Linked DNA regions of Sus scrofa: region 2 is linked to region 1. The links are chromatin contacts, called in public HiChIP or PLAC-seq maps. All regions are on one chromosome and are shown on one strand. The core of a region is the stretch at or near the end of the contact, and the rest is flanking DNA. Distances in the headings are between cores, read along the strand shown.

The links. HiChIP or PLAC-seq counts read pairs in DNA pulled down with a chosen protein or histone mark.
Region 2: a contact with region 1 is called in an H3K27ac HiChIP or PLAC-seq map of skeletal muscle. The contact joins the promoter of SIN3A here to the promoter of PTPN9 in region 1. A contact is called at or near these places in 6 of 47 Hi-C or Micro-C datasets (blood, epiblast stem cells, heart right ventricle and 2 more) and 2 of 2 datasets of contacts at active chromatin or transcription factors (alveolar macrophages and skeletal muscle).

Annotation. Positions count from the first base shown.
Region 1 is chr7:58,076,096-58,082,010 of Sscrofa11.1, reverse strand. PTPN9 (tyrosine-protein phosphatase non-receptor type 9) reads right to left here and starts at 3,835. Exons shown (of 13, transcript XM_003128481.4): 1 at 3,059-3,835. The coding sequence starts at 3,121.
Region 2 is chr7:58,169,752-58,176,425 of Sscrofa11.1, reverse strand. SIN3A (paired amphipathic helix protein Sin3a) reads right to left here and starts at 4,605. Exons shown (of 23, transcript XM_021099023.1): 1 at 4,337-4,605.

The sequences.
Region 1 (5,915 bases), core at 2,586-5,085:
CGCCAGGTCCTTAACCCACTGAGTGAGGCCAGGGATGGAACCCGAGTCCTCATGGATCCTAGTCAGGTTCGTTACTGCTGAGCCACGATGGGAACTCCCAGAACACCTTTAAGCCAGTTTACACACCCCATAAAGAGCCTGAAACTGTGTTATCCAGTTTGATCTCCTACTTATGAAATAGATTTCCAAAAGTTTTTTCTATTTCCAAAAATCAAATTGACTCTCAACTGTACAAGATTTTTCCAACACTGAAGGTATTTCAATAAGATTTTGCCACAAGTTTTGAAATCAACTCCAAATGAGTTCTAAAATTGGTTTGAGCAATGGGGCAGCATTATGAAATAATGTGTCATTTCCCATGACTACTTTGATAAGACTACCAAGCATTTGTCCTGTTTAATTTAAATATTTTAAAGAAATCTTAACAGTTAAGAGTACACTCCCAGAGTTCCCATCGTGGCACAGTGCTTAACGAATCCAACTAGGAACCATGAGGTTGCAGGTTCGATCCCTGCCCTTGCTCAGTGGGTTAACGATCCGGCTTTGCTGCAAGCTGTGGTTCGGGTCGCAGACGAGGCTCGGATCGCATGTTGCTGCGGCTCTGGCGTAGGCTGGCAGCTACAGCTCCGACTGGACCCCTAGGTGGGAACCTCCATATGTCGCGGGAGCGGCCCAGGAAATGACAAAAAGACAAAAAAAAAAAAAAAGAAAAAGAGTACACTCCCATGTTGGAGTTTCCGTTGTGGCACAGCAGAAACCAATCCAACTAGGAACCATGAGGTTGCGGGTTCGAACCCTGGCTCAGTGGGTTAAGGATCTGGTGTTGCCATGAGCTGAAGCGTAGGTCACAGATGTGGCTCGGATCTCACATTGCTATGGCTGTGGAGTAGGCCGGCAGCTGTAGCTATGATTAGACCCCTAGCCTGGGAACCTCCATATGCCGAGGGTACGGCCCTAAAAAACAAACAAAAAAAAAAAAAAAGAGGAGGACTTTCATGTGATATTAAACTGTGAAATTTTATACCATAATTGGAATTATGCTTTTATGTTTGTGTTTCAACATTTTGAAATGCCTGTAGAAAACTTGATATTTTGGAAGAAAAGCTTAAAAAAATAACTTTTTGATCTTAATATACATATTTTTTACTTTTACTATTTCCATCCAGTCCTTGTTAATTCCCATCACATTTATTCAATGTAAAAGATTTTTTCAGGGGGGAGGAAGTGGACTGGGAGTTTGAGGTTAGTAGATGCAAACTACCGCATTTAGAATGGATAAGCAATGGAGTCCTGCTGTATAGCACAGGGAACTATATCCAATCTCTTGTGATAGAACATGATGGAAGATAATATGAGAAAAACACACATGGCTGGATCCCTTTGCTACACAGCAGAAATTGACAGAACATTGTAAATCAACTATAATAATAATAAATAAAAATTTTTTAAAGTGTAAAAAAAGATTTTTTAATAAACACAGTTTTATATATGTAGACACTAAATACAGAATAAAGCTAACATTTTATTGATACTATGAATACTTTACTACTCTTCTCAGTTTTAGTTTTTAAATTTGTAACCAAACGACATTTTCATAGTGAAATCGTGATGCCCTCAAGCCTTAGAAACATAACCTTCAAATCTGACTAGCCCAAGGAAAAGAAGTGAAAGAGTTTTTTTCCCTTTAAAACCAACCTAACATATCACACTCTAGTGCTGAAGTAGTATTTCCCTAATTTTGCCAGAGTGGGCTCTTTGGTCACCAGCTTGCACTGGCTACTGACTCGTATTTTATCAACATTAAATTGAAGTTACCAGGATGTTACCACTGCTTGTACAGAACAGTAGAATTTCTTTTCCCCATGCTGATTTTATCTCTAGGCATCAAAAGACAAGACTGTAGCCTGAAGCCAAATATGAAAAATGTCATCTCCACAAATGAGGAGAGAAGTCAAGAGCTTTTTAAAAATCAAATCTTAAGCCCACTAACCACTATCAGTTTGTAAAACCAGACTATCTCCATACTAGAGGCTGTACTACCAAATGTGGTCCTCGGGAACAACGGCTCGGTAAGCTTGAAATGGGCTACCAGCATGGTTCATCTTTTCTTATTTTAGGTGTTTTTCTGATTTTCTTGTTTTTAAACATGGAATCAGACCATGGCTAAATCTGAGCATGAGCAAGAAGAGACAGTGAAAAGACTTTAGGATTCCAATCTCGGCTAATGGACTTTCCCACCATCCTCCGGAGTGGTCCATGTCTCCCCAGCAGGAATGTGGGGGAGGGAAAGGTACATGGGCCTTGGGCTCATCCCTCACCCAAGCCCCCAAAATGACACTGCAAACCACTTCCTTCTGGGAACTGAAAGTCATAAGCTTTAAGGGACAATGGAGCTCAATGCAGACTTCAGAAAGATGGAGACAGGGAGATGAGATGGGGGAGGGAAGTGGGGGTGAGGAGATGCGCCCAGCCAAAGAAAGCTAAATAGGGCGGTCAAGGCCAGGGACTTAGGGAGCCTGGGAAGGCCTGGATCTTCTAGAATCTATCCAAGTAGGCCACAGCCCTCAAAGAAGCCCGAGGGGCTCATGTGAAAATCTAGGGCATCTATGGACTCAGTGCCTATCACTGTCCTGGGAAGGGGAGACAGTCCTCACAGGAACCGGCCCCCCAAGTGGGGCTTTTCCTGCCCTTAGAAAACCACAAACCCTCATGGAATGAAGCAAAATACGTAGAGGGGTGTAAGGCCGGAGGCAAAGTAGGTGTTCTGCAAACATTGGGGGGGGGGGGGGCAGAGGTAAAGGGAAGCTTCCCAATTCGAGAACTTTAATCACCGCCGAATAGGAGGAGAGGGCAATATGCGGCACCAGAGCAGCAAACAGGAGCGGCCGTGGGCGGGAGCAGAGGCCGGCAGCCTCCCCGCTTCGGGGGATGACGGCCTGGGGCGCGGCCGCCGGGGGGCTCGGGGGAGGCCACCGCGGACCTGGAGCCGCGAAGAGCGCGGCCGGGCTAGGCCTCGGGGGTCCGGACACACCCACCGCGCGGCCGCAGCCCCGCTTACCTGCTCCTCCTCTGGGGTCAGCTCCGGCGCCATGTCGGGCTGGGGCGCGGTCGCGGGCTCCATCCCGCCGCCGCCGCCGCCGCCGCCCGGCGGACAGAACTCGCCCGGGAGCGCAGGGAGCCCGGTGCGGTGGGCCTCCGCTTCCGCGTCCCCGCGCCTCAGCAGCCCCGGGCCGGCTTGCGCATGGCTGGGCCGGCAGGGTCCGGCGCCCGCAACGGCCGCAAACGCCGCTTCTGTTTCCTTAAGAAAAAGCTCTCCGAACTGTCGCTCTCTTCTGGGCGGAAATCCTTTTTTATTTTCTTCGTTCCTTTCCTCACACTCCCCCTCCTATCCCGGGGAAGGGGGGGGGGAATAGAGCAGGCAAGGAGCTAATCGGAATTAAAAAGGGAAATGTGGAATCAAGAAGTTTCTAAGGCCAGAGCAAGGGCCGCGGGGGAAATTTGCCGAAGGCCGCCGGCCTCCTCCGCGTCCACCTTCCTCCGCGGCGCTCCGACTCCTCCAGAAGGTGACGAGGAGTCTTCGGGGATGCGGGGCCCTGCGACCAGCGCCCCGGCCTCTCAGCCCCGTTCCTCTAAAGCCGTGTGGCGAGAGGGAGGGAGAGAGGGAGGGAGCGGGGGAAACGCGCCCCCCTCCGGGCTCACGGCCAGCCCCGCGGCCCCACCGCGTCCGCCCGAGCCCCCCGCGGCTCCATTGAGAAACTGAGCGTCTCATTCACAAACAGGCGGCGAGGAGGGCCCGGCCGAGCGCGGCCACGTCCGGGAGGGGGAGACAGAGAGGAGCCCGGGGGGCGGGGGCAGCGGAGCTCGAGCAGAGGCCCTCGGAGAGGAGGGGGCGGGGGAGGCCGGCGGGGGGGAGGGGAGATCCAGAGGAACTAGGGCGGGGGAGGGGCTCCGGCGACTCTGGACCGCGGAGAGTGAGAAAAAGGAAGAAAGGGGTGCGGGTTTCATGACGTTAAGCTCCCTGGAGGAGGAAGAGAATACATGTGTTTGAAAACTAGGTGCTAACGGGAACCTGGCCTGGGGTTACTTGCTCTACCACTTAGGTACGAGGAACCCACAACCTTCATCTATTTCCATGTCATTTGCGAACTGAAAACCCCTGGAATGGTTGCTTGTGAGGTCCAGGATGCGCAGGTGGAAGGAACAGACCCTGCTAGCTGGTTGCTCGCGGCCCCAGCTCGCTCTCTCCTTGCTGGCTGTATCCTGTAATCCATCACCAGTGTGGCTAATTTTAGTCCCTCACAAAAACAGCATCTGATTTCAAACCACTTTCAAGAATCACGGAGTTTTTGCAAGCCTTTGCTTTTCGCGAAGGCAAGTGCAGCAAAGAGCTTGGGAGTCTTACAGGATACAGTCTTGGGAGTCAGTTTGGGGGTGGAGGGGACAGAGGAAAAGGAGGACTAGGTCTGGCACGTTTTTGCATCATTCCAGACCAAAACTAAATATTCCAAAAGGGATCCAACTAACAAGTGAGTGCCACAGCTAGTTCCAAGAGCTGAAGCCTGGAGAACTCACAGAGAGAGGCCCATGGGAGGGGTCTTAAGACAACTGAGGAAGATGCTGTGAGTTCTGATGCTCCTTCTGGGACTTTAAAAGCAATTTCTGGAGTTCCCGTCTTGGCTCAGTGGTTAACGAATCCGACCAGGAACCATGAGGTTGCGGGTTTGATCCCTGGCCTTGCTCAGTGGGTTAAGGATCCCTGGCCTTGCTCAGTGGGTTAAGGATCTGGCGTTGCGGTGAGCTGTGGTGTGAAGTGAAAAAAAACAAAACTCAAATAGTGTGCATAATAGGCTGTCATCCTTATAAAGGAAAAAAAATGAGTATGTGTTTTTAAATTTATTTATATATAAAAGAGCTTTGAGGGGATACATAAGAAAGATGGTAGTGGTTGTCTCCCAGAAAGAGAGAGAACCTAAGGGAGAGAGAGACTTTTCCCTATATGGTCAATTGTACATTTTAAGTTTCTTTTAAAACTTTTTATTGAAGTATAATGTACATACAGAATAGTGACAATATGTATACAGTATGACAAATTTCATAAACTGAGCACGCCCATGTACCCAGCACATAGATCAATAAATAGGACATTCCCAACTTACCAAAGCCCTCATGTCCCCTCCAAGTAACTATTCTCATTACCACTGTCTTTGCTGCTAACAAACATTGTGTGTGTGTGTGTGTGTGTTTAAATTCTGCACGTGGACATATAACCTTTTCCCCCAAAAAAATGTTAAATAGTAACTTAAAAAAATATATAGGAGTTCCCGTTGTGGCTCAGTGGTAATGAACTCAACTAGTAGCCATGAACGTGGGTTCGATCCCTGGCCCCGATTAGTGAGTTAAGGATCTGGCGTTGCTGCGAGCTGCGGTGCAGGTCGCAGAGGCAGCTTGGATATGGCATTGCTGTGGCTGTGGAGTAGGACAGCAGCTGCAGCTGTGATTCGACACCTAGCCTGGGAACTTCCATATCCCACAGGTATGGCCCTGAAAAACTACGTGTATATATATGTGTGTGTATATATGTGTGTGTGTGTGTGTGTGTATATATATGTATATATGTGTGTGTGTATATATATATGTATATGTGTGTGTGTGTGTGTGTGTGTATATGGTTTTTCTTCCTAAGCAGGCAAATGGCTATAGGACCAAGCTGGAGTAAGAAATGGCAGAACCTTAGTAGTACAAACCACTGATTGAACACAAAAAGATGGAGTTTCTTACATTTATATTTACATTTTTTACACTCGTTTTGTCCAGTGGGCCTCAGGACAGCAGGGGTCAGTGATTATCTAAAGGTCACACAGCTCATTAATTTGTATTGAGCTAGAACTGACTCCTAGTGCAGGTATCAGGTTAGG
Region 2 (6,674 bases), core at 3,356-5,855, 94 kb before region 1:
TCACTGCGTGTCCCTCTCGGCGTGAGCCTCAGGCTCAGCAGGGAGGCCCCGAGAACCGCGCGGGGCACAGGCCCGCCAAAGAGAACTGGCAGCCTCCTCTTCGCTAATGAAGCGGTCACAGGCCCCGGTGCCCAGACTGGGAAGGAGGGAGGGAGGGAGGGAGGGAAACTCCGAGGGGGGAAGGGGAGGGGGGGAAGATGGAGAAACCGTCTCCGCCGCCTCTACCGCCGCGGCCGCTTCTCTGTTACCCGGGAAATCCCGCCCACTCCCCAGGCCCGCCCCGCAGAGGGAAGAATCAACTTCGCTTCGCCACTGGTCGCACTATCCGTCAGTTAAAGGTTTAGCCAATCGTCGCGCCCTGCCTGCCGACTGCCCGCCCCTTCCCCCTCGGCCGGGAGGGGAGGGGGAGCCGCTCACCTTCTCCACGCCCCTATTGGCGGGGAGCTTCCCTAACTCAACCCCGCCTATTGGAGACGAATTGCCGAATCCCACCCCCAAGCCGCAACACTATTGGAGGAAGCAGGGAAGCTCTTCACCTCTCATTGGAGGACTCCACGCGTCCCGCCCCGTGCCGTCTCAGCTACAGGCCCAAAAACTCCGCTCCCGCCCTCGCCGGTCATCGCAATGGAAGGCTACCCCTCGCTCTCTGACTGCCCCAGGAAGGTAAGTAACCTATGTGGGATAAAATGTCCGTGAGACTGGGCTCCTCCTACTGCACCGCCTGGCCAGGCCCTGCCCCCAATCATCGGATTGGGTAGCTTGGCGCCGGTAGGATCCTTTATTGGCCAGGATGCCCGTCTAGGAAGAAGCTGACTCCGCCCTGCGCGAGGAGGCTGAACCTTAGCAGTCCTTTTGTGGAATGTTTACACTAGAGACTGAAGAGCAGAGAGTTCCAGGGCCCGAAACAGGAGGTGGTGCGGAGCTCAGCAGCGGGAATCCGATGCCCTGGGACTTGAAAGGGAGGGACGGCAGCATCGCCACCGTGGAGGACCCGCTTACAAAAAAAGAAAAAAAAGAGAGAACCTCATATTTCCTATCCAGCTTTCTCATTACAGTTTACATTTCCGCACGCTGCCTCCTTGCAAACACAAATATCCCAAGCAGCCGACAGCTACTTCCAGTAAGTAAAATACAAAATTATAGGTTAGACACCAATGCCAAGGAATAGCCCCAGGGGTTGCTCAGCCCGCAGCTAGGGGTGACTGCATAGTTCTAAAGCCGACACTCCCTAAACCTGAATATGCAGTCCTAAAAGGGCGGAGATAACCAAAATAAGGGCAGGGCCCTAAGAACCAACGCCCTGGCAAGCCTCCGGAAGGCGGAGCTTGAAGTGTAAGACACTCGCGATCTCCAAAGCAGATCTGGAGGCATCCTCTAACTGGAGGAACTGAGAAAGGAGACTAAACAGACCATGGCATAAATGAAACTTCGCTCCACACTTCAGAGAAAAAATAAAAAATTCCAAAGTTGGGGACAAAAGTAATAACAGCTATATTTCCTCCTCCTTGGCGAGCGAGTGTTAATGACAGTCCCTAGTCCCTCTCTGTGTAGGTAATACAGCCTTGACACAGAGAGACAAAGTGCCTGAGATATCTCGGTTGCTTTTATTTATTCAGTAAATAGGACGAACTGACACTGGCCTTGCTTGGAGGGCGCTCTTGGAGCGCTAGGAGAGGAGGGGGCGGGACTAGTTTTCCCGCTCTCTTCCGCAAAAGGGCTACTCCCCCTAGAGAGCCCAGTGGGTAAGCAAGGGCCAGGCCCCAGGTAATTCACTCCTAAGTCCTAGCTTGTCTTCCCTCGGCAATCAAGCGGAGACGTCAAGAAATGAGTGCGGGCAACAGGTGGGCCTGACTCCAAGCCGCAAGGACAAGCAGCGAACTGTGAACTCCATGAATAGCCGACAGTTGGGGGCAGTCTCGCCGAGAGCCAAGCCTTGCTCCAGGAAGGAACTCAAAAAATAAGTCACACCGACGAAACAGAGGAGACCCCCATGCCAAACCTCTAGAGATTACGAGAAAGCAGCATTTATGCAGAACTGGCCGTGGGCTAATTTAACTCTGCGCCGTCCCCTGCTCCCTAGACTGGGTGGCACACGGTGCTCCCACATGGACATCAAAAACCACTTGGAACCCAAGCCGAATCGGGCCGCCCTCGACTCCTCTGTCAAGAGGGGGTGAGCTGCGCGGGGTCTTGCCTAAGGTGTCCAGGCCAATCCTAGGTTGCTCAGAGTTTTAATAAAGCCAAATAAGGTCAGCAGCTGCTTTGCGCTGAGAAGAAAACACTGCCAGCGTCCGCAGCATTCTGAAGCTTAAGCTTAGGACGATCTCCTAGAAGTCGAGAGTCGCGGGAATAACCAGGCCACAGTGTCAGAAATTTAATACTTGGCCGAGAAGGGCAGACCCCCTCCCTCCTCCCAAATCCTGCACAATCCCGGAAGCTAAGCCCCCCAAATTCACTCTACGCCGTAAAACACTAACTTCATCGTAAAGTCTACCAGATCTCGAGGCTTGGAGGAATCATTGTGTGCCTTCTTGGCTCTCCCCGCCCCCCTTGCCTAGGGCTTCAAGCCCGGGACTTCCGGGCGGGAGGACAGTTCGAAGGAGCAAGGCGGGCCTCACACATGTGCTGAGCGCGCACACACGCTAGGGAGGGGGCGGGGAACAGGGTGGACTTCCCCCTCCTAGCTCGATCCGCCGGAGGAGGAGGGGCTATATATGCCACCAATCAGGAGTAGGGGCGGGACCTTGCGCCTCACGTAAGCCGCAGGAATCCTCCCTCCGCCCTTCATGGAAAAAAATCCTAGCAACTTAAACTCCAGCCCGGCCTCCGATAGGCGGAGCTCGGGAGAATGTCATCCAATCAACAACCGAGAAGGAAAAAAGGGAGTCTCTCCCAGCCAGTGGAAGACAAGAGAAGGCGGGCCCTCTTGAGGAGCCCGAGATGGGTGGAAGAGAGAGAGAGAAAGGCCCCGCCCCTCAGCTCCGCTCCCAGCCGGTTGCACAAGCCGTCGCGGGAGTAGATAGTAAACAGGGTAGGCCAAGGAGTGGAGGCAGGGGCAGCCTAGCGTTCCGTGGGCCCGGGCCCCTGCGCCCCCTCTCGCGGCGTCGCCCCGCCCGACTTCGGCGTTTCGCGCCGGCGCCCCGCCTCCCAACCCGCGGCCGCCATCCCGGCTGACAGGCGCGCCCCCCGCGCCCCTCCCCGCACGCTGATGCATTTCCTTTTCCCGATTCTGAGCGTGGAGACTGTTTTCCCAGTTTCCGACCTTCACTGCCCCTTTCAGGCCACCCCCTCGTGGGCGCGCTCACACGCCTGCGTCCCCGCCTCCACCCCATCCGCAAGCGAGGAGCACGACCGGGGGATGGGAAGGGAGCTGCCGCCGCCTTGGGGTGGGCGGGGAAGGAGGCAGCTCCATGTTTGCAAGGGGATCAGCTGGGGCCGTGAGTCGAAGCCGCCGAGTTCCTGGAGGTTTTCCACACCCCCGGGCCGTGTTCCGGCGCCGAATGCTGGCTCTACTGCCACGGCCCGGGAGTTCGGAGAACCCAGACCGGCGCATGGGGCTAGTGCCGAGGTGCGGGGGCTCTTTCCGGTGGCTTCCCCCGGCTGCCCCTCCCGCAAGTCCGGCGTTGCCCCCGCCCCCAGAGTCCATAACAACCGCGGGCCCTAGGCACCCGCGCCTCTCCTGAGCGCGCCCACCGCCCCCTCGGACAAGTTTGCAGACAGAAACAAAACCCTCGGGCGGCTGCCGCCTTCGCCCAGCGTCGTTAGCGGGGAAAGCCACGGGCCCCGGCTCCCTTGCTAACTCCAGCTCTCGACCAACTCCGGGCGCCGCGGACTCAGTGGGCCCGGCCAGCCGGGCTCAGGCCGCCGCCCCCTGCCGAGCCCGCGCGCCGCAGCCCAGGCCTGGTTCCAGTCGGTGTACGGAATCTCCCCTTTTTTCTTCTTTACAATAATTTTTTAAGGCATTCCAGGAGCGAGGAGGATCTCCTCCTGCTGGCACCTTACCCAGTTCGCCGCCGAAACCTACCGAAACCGGCCGCTCGGTGAAATAAACTAGGCAGCACGGCCGGCACACTGGCGACCCCAGGCCGGGCCGACCCCCTCCCCACGGATCCGGCCGGGCTTGGAAACACACTGGCGAGCGGGCGGCGCCAAGAGCTCTCCTTCCTGGCCTGCCCCTCGCCTCCCTCGGCCGCCGGACTCCAAGCTCCCCTAGCTCCGTCCCAGGACCCGTTGCGCCGGTACCAGGGCGCACTGGCCGAAGCGACCGGCTGGTGAACTAGCCCCCCAAAACGCCCAAGATTGGGGAGACCAAATTAAAAGCAGCTGTTTAACATACCTTCCGAGCCAGGCGAGGAGTCCTGAATGGGGGGGAACGCCCCCCACGGGCCATTGGCTCCCCGCTGCTCTCGTCAGTCATCCTGGGCCCGCCTCCCCGCCTTGCTCCACCTCTTCCCCTTCATTGAACGCCCCCTCCCTCCAAAAAAAAATCCAAATAAATAGATTAAAGTATCCGTGAGTGTGAGCCGCATCTGTGACAGAGGACCCTATATCGAAGGTACCGCCGCTTCGAATTTCTTGAGGCCTTTGGACTGGAAGGAGACCTACTGTGACTCGGAGATCCTCTGGGTGGACACGGAGGAGGAGCTAGCCGGGCTACCCAGCCCCTACTTCCTTCACACACACACCCCATTTGGAACTGAGCAGAGGGAGGCGGGTAGGGATACCCTAGCGACTGGCTGCAATGTCCCGACTCCCCTGGCTGTGTAACCTAACCGTGGACGGCCCATTTTCTGTTAGGCGACTGCCTAAAAATGAACGGTGTAATTGGAAAGTCGTATGTTCCGGGCAACAGGCACTTGCCTGAGCACTTTCTGGGGTGAGGCAGACAGAGTCATACCGCACCTGCTGCTTGGGTGCGATTACAGAGACTGAATGAGATGCTCACTCTGCACTATCCAAGGACTCCAGATCTATCTACCTGAGGAGATGCTACAGAAAGAACTAAGGCAATGCAGAAATGTATATATAAATAGACATCCACAGAATCTCGGAGCAAGGAGCTTCTTTCTGAGGAAAAGTGGTAAAGTCTTCCTGGAGGAGGTGGCACGCAAGTTGGGTCTTAAAGATTTCATCAGGCGGAAGTGGAGGGGCAAGTCATTTTCAGCAAAGGACACATAGAGGTGAATGCAAAATATTAAGAAACACTAAAAGTGTGGCTGTAGTCATGAAAATCAGGTTTGGAAAGATGGAGTCAGAGAACAGAACACTATACTACCTTGTTAAAATTCTCAGGCTTGCACAGCAGAATGTGCAAGCAACATGACTGGTCACAAAATCACGGGCCCAAAACTATGGTTTAAGATGCTCAACATCCCAGCAGCTGGATGGATTCTGAGGGTAGGTTGAATGAAGCGTGCCTGCAGGCAGGAAAGTGAAGCAGAAAGGCTGTTGTAATAATGGGTTTGGAGATTACAGAGTTACATATTCTGGTGGGAGGGGTGGGTGGAGAGAGCCAAGAGGTTTCATCTCTCTCCAAGCCCCCAATCCAGAAACCCTTCCCTATCAGCAGTCCTCACATCAAAACTCTGCCTCACATGCCTCTGTGAATCATTTGTAGTGTTTTTGTCATAACTTTACACCAAAAGAGTTTTGGCAGGGGTAGCAGGGACAGAGGCTACCCCACATATCACCAAGCCTGGGGCCAGGGTACACAGTGGGTGAGGAAGAAAGACTTATTGATTGATGGATCCAGGTAATTCATGTGAATGATGTAGAATGTGCAGAAAGTGAAGGGCCTTAAAGTCCTGTGAGCAGAATGGGAGTCTGCTGCCAGTTAGGCTATCCCAACAATTCAGGTGAGATGTAACGAGGACTTGACCAGGGCTGTGGCTATGGGTAAGCAAGAATACAAATGGAGAACTGCAGTGGCTTGGGTGCTGTGGAGACACTGGTTCAATCCCCTGTAAGTACAGTGGGTTAAAGGATCCAGCATTGCTGCGGCCGCAGTATAGGAGTCAGTCCCTGGCCCAGGAACTTCCACATGCATGGCTGTAGCCGAAAAGAAATTTTTTTAGTAAAAATAAAACCAGAGAGATGTGGTTGAGAAAGACTGAAGACTACTGGGTGACCGATTCAGTGTGGGTAATGGAGGGAAAGGAAGAGTCAGTGGCAGTGACCTGGTGCGTGAAAAGGTAGAAGACCTTGAGGCTAATGGTTCAGTAATCTGGGTTCTAGATTGATCACCACTAATGACTTGGTAGAATACCTTTAGACAAGTCCCTTCCTCCCTGTGAAATAGAGCCTCAGGTGCCTGTAGAAAGACAGGCTCTAAGGACACTTACTTCACTCAGAGTCCATAGGATGGGGGTCTAATGGGGAGGGAGGCTTGCCACTAAGGAGAAAGGGCAGGTGGGTAGAAATACTGATTTGGGGAGGGAAGTGAGTCATCTCAGAGGACTAGAATTTGGGTGGTAGCTTGGTTGATGGAATCACTAAGGGAGAGTGTAGAGGGAGAAAGTCCAGGAGGCGAAAATTATTCAGTGGAAGGCCCAACACCTGGCAGGGCCATGGAGGTTGAGGTTCATTATCAGATTGGGGCTCTGTAGAGTAGAGGCCAAGTCTTTTGTTTGTTTGGGGGAGGGGGGGTGCTTTTTTTCTGGCCGCCTGCGGCATAT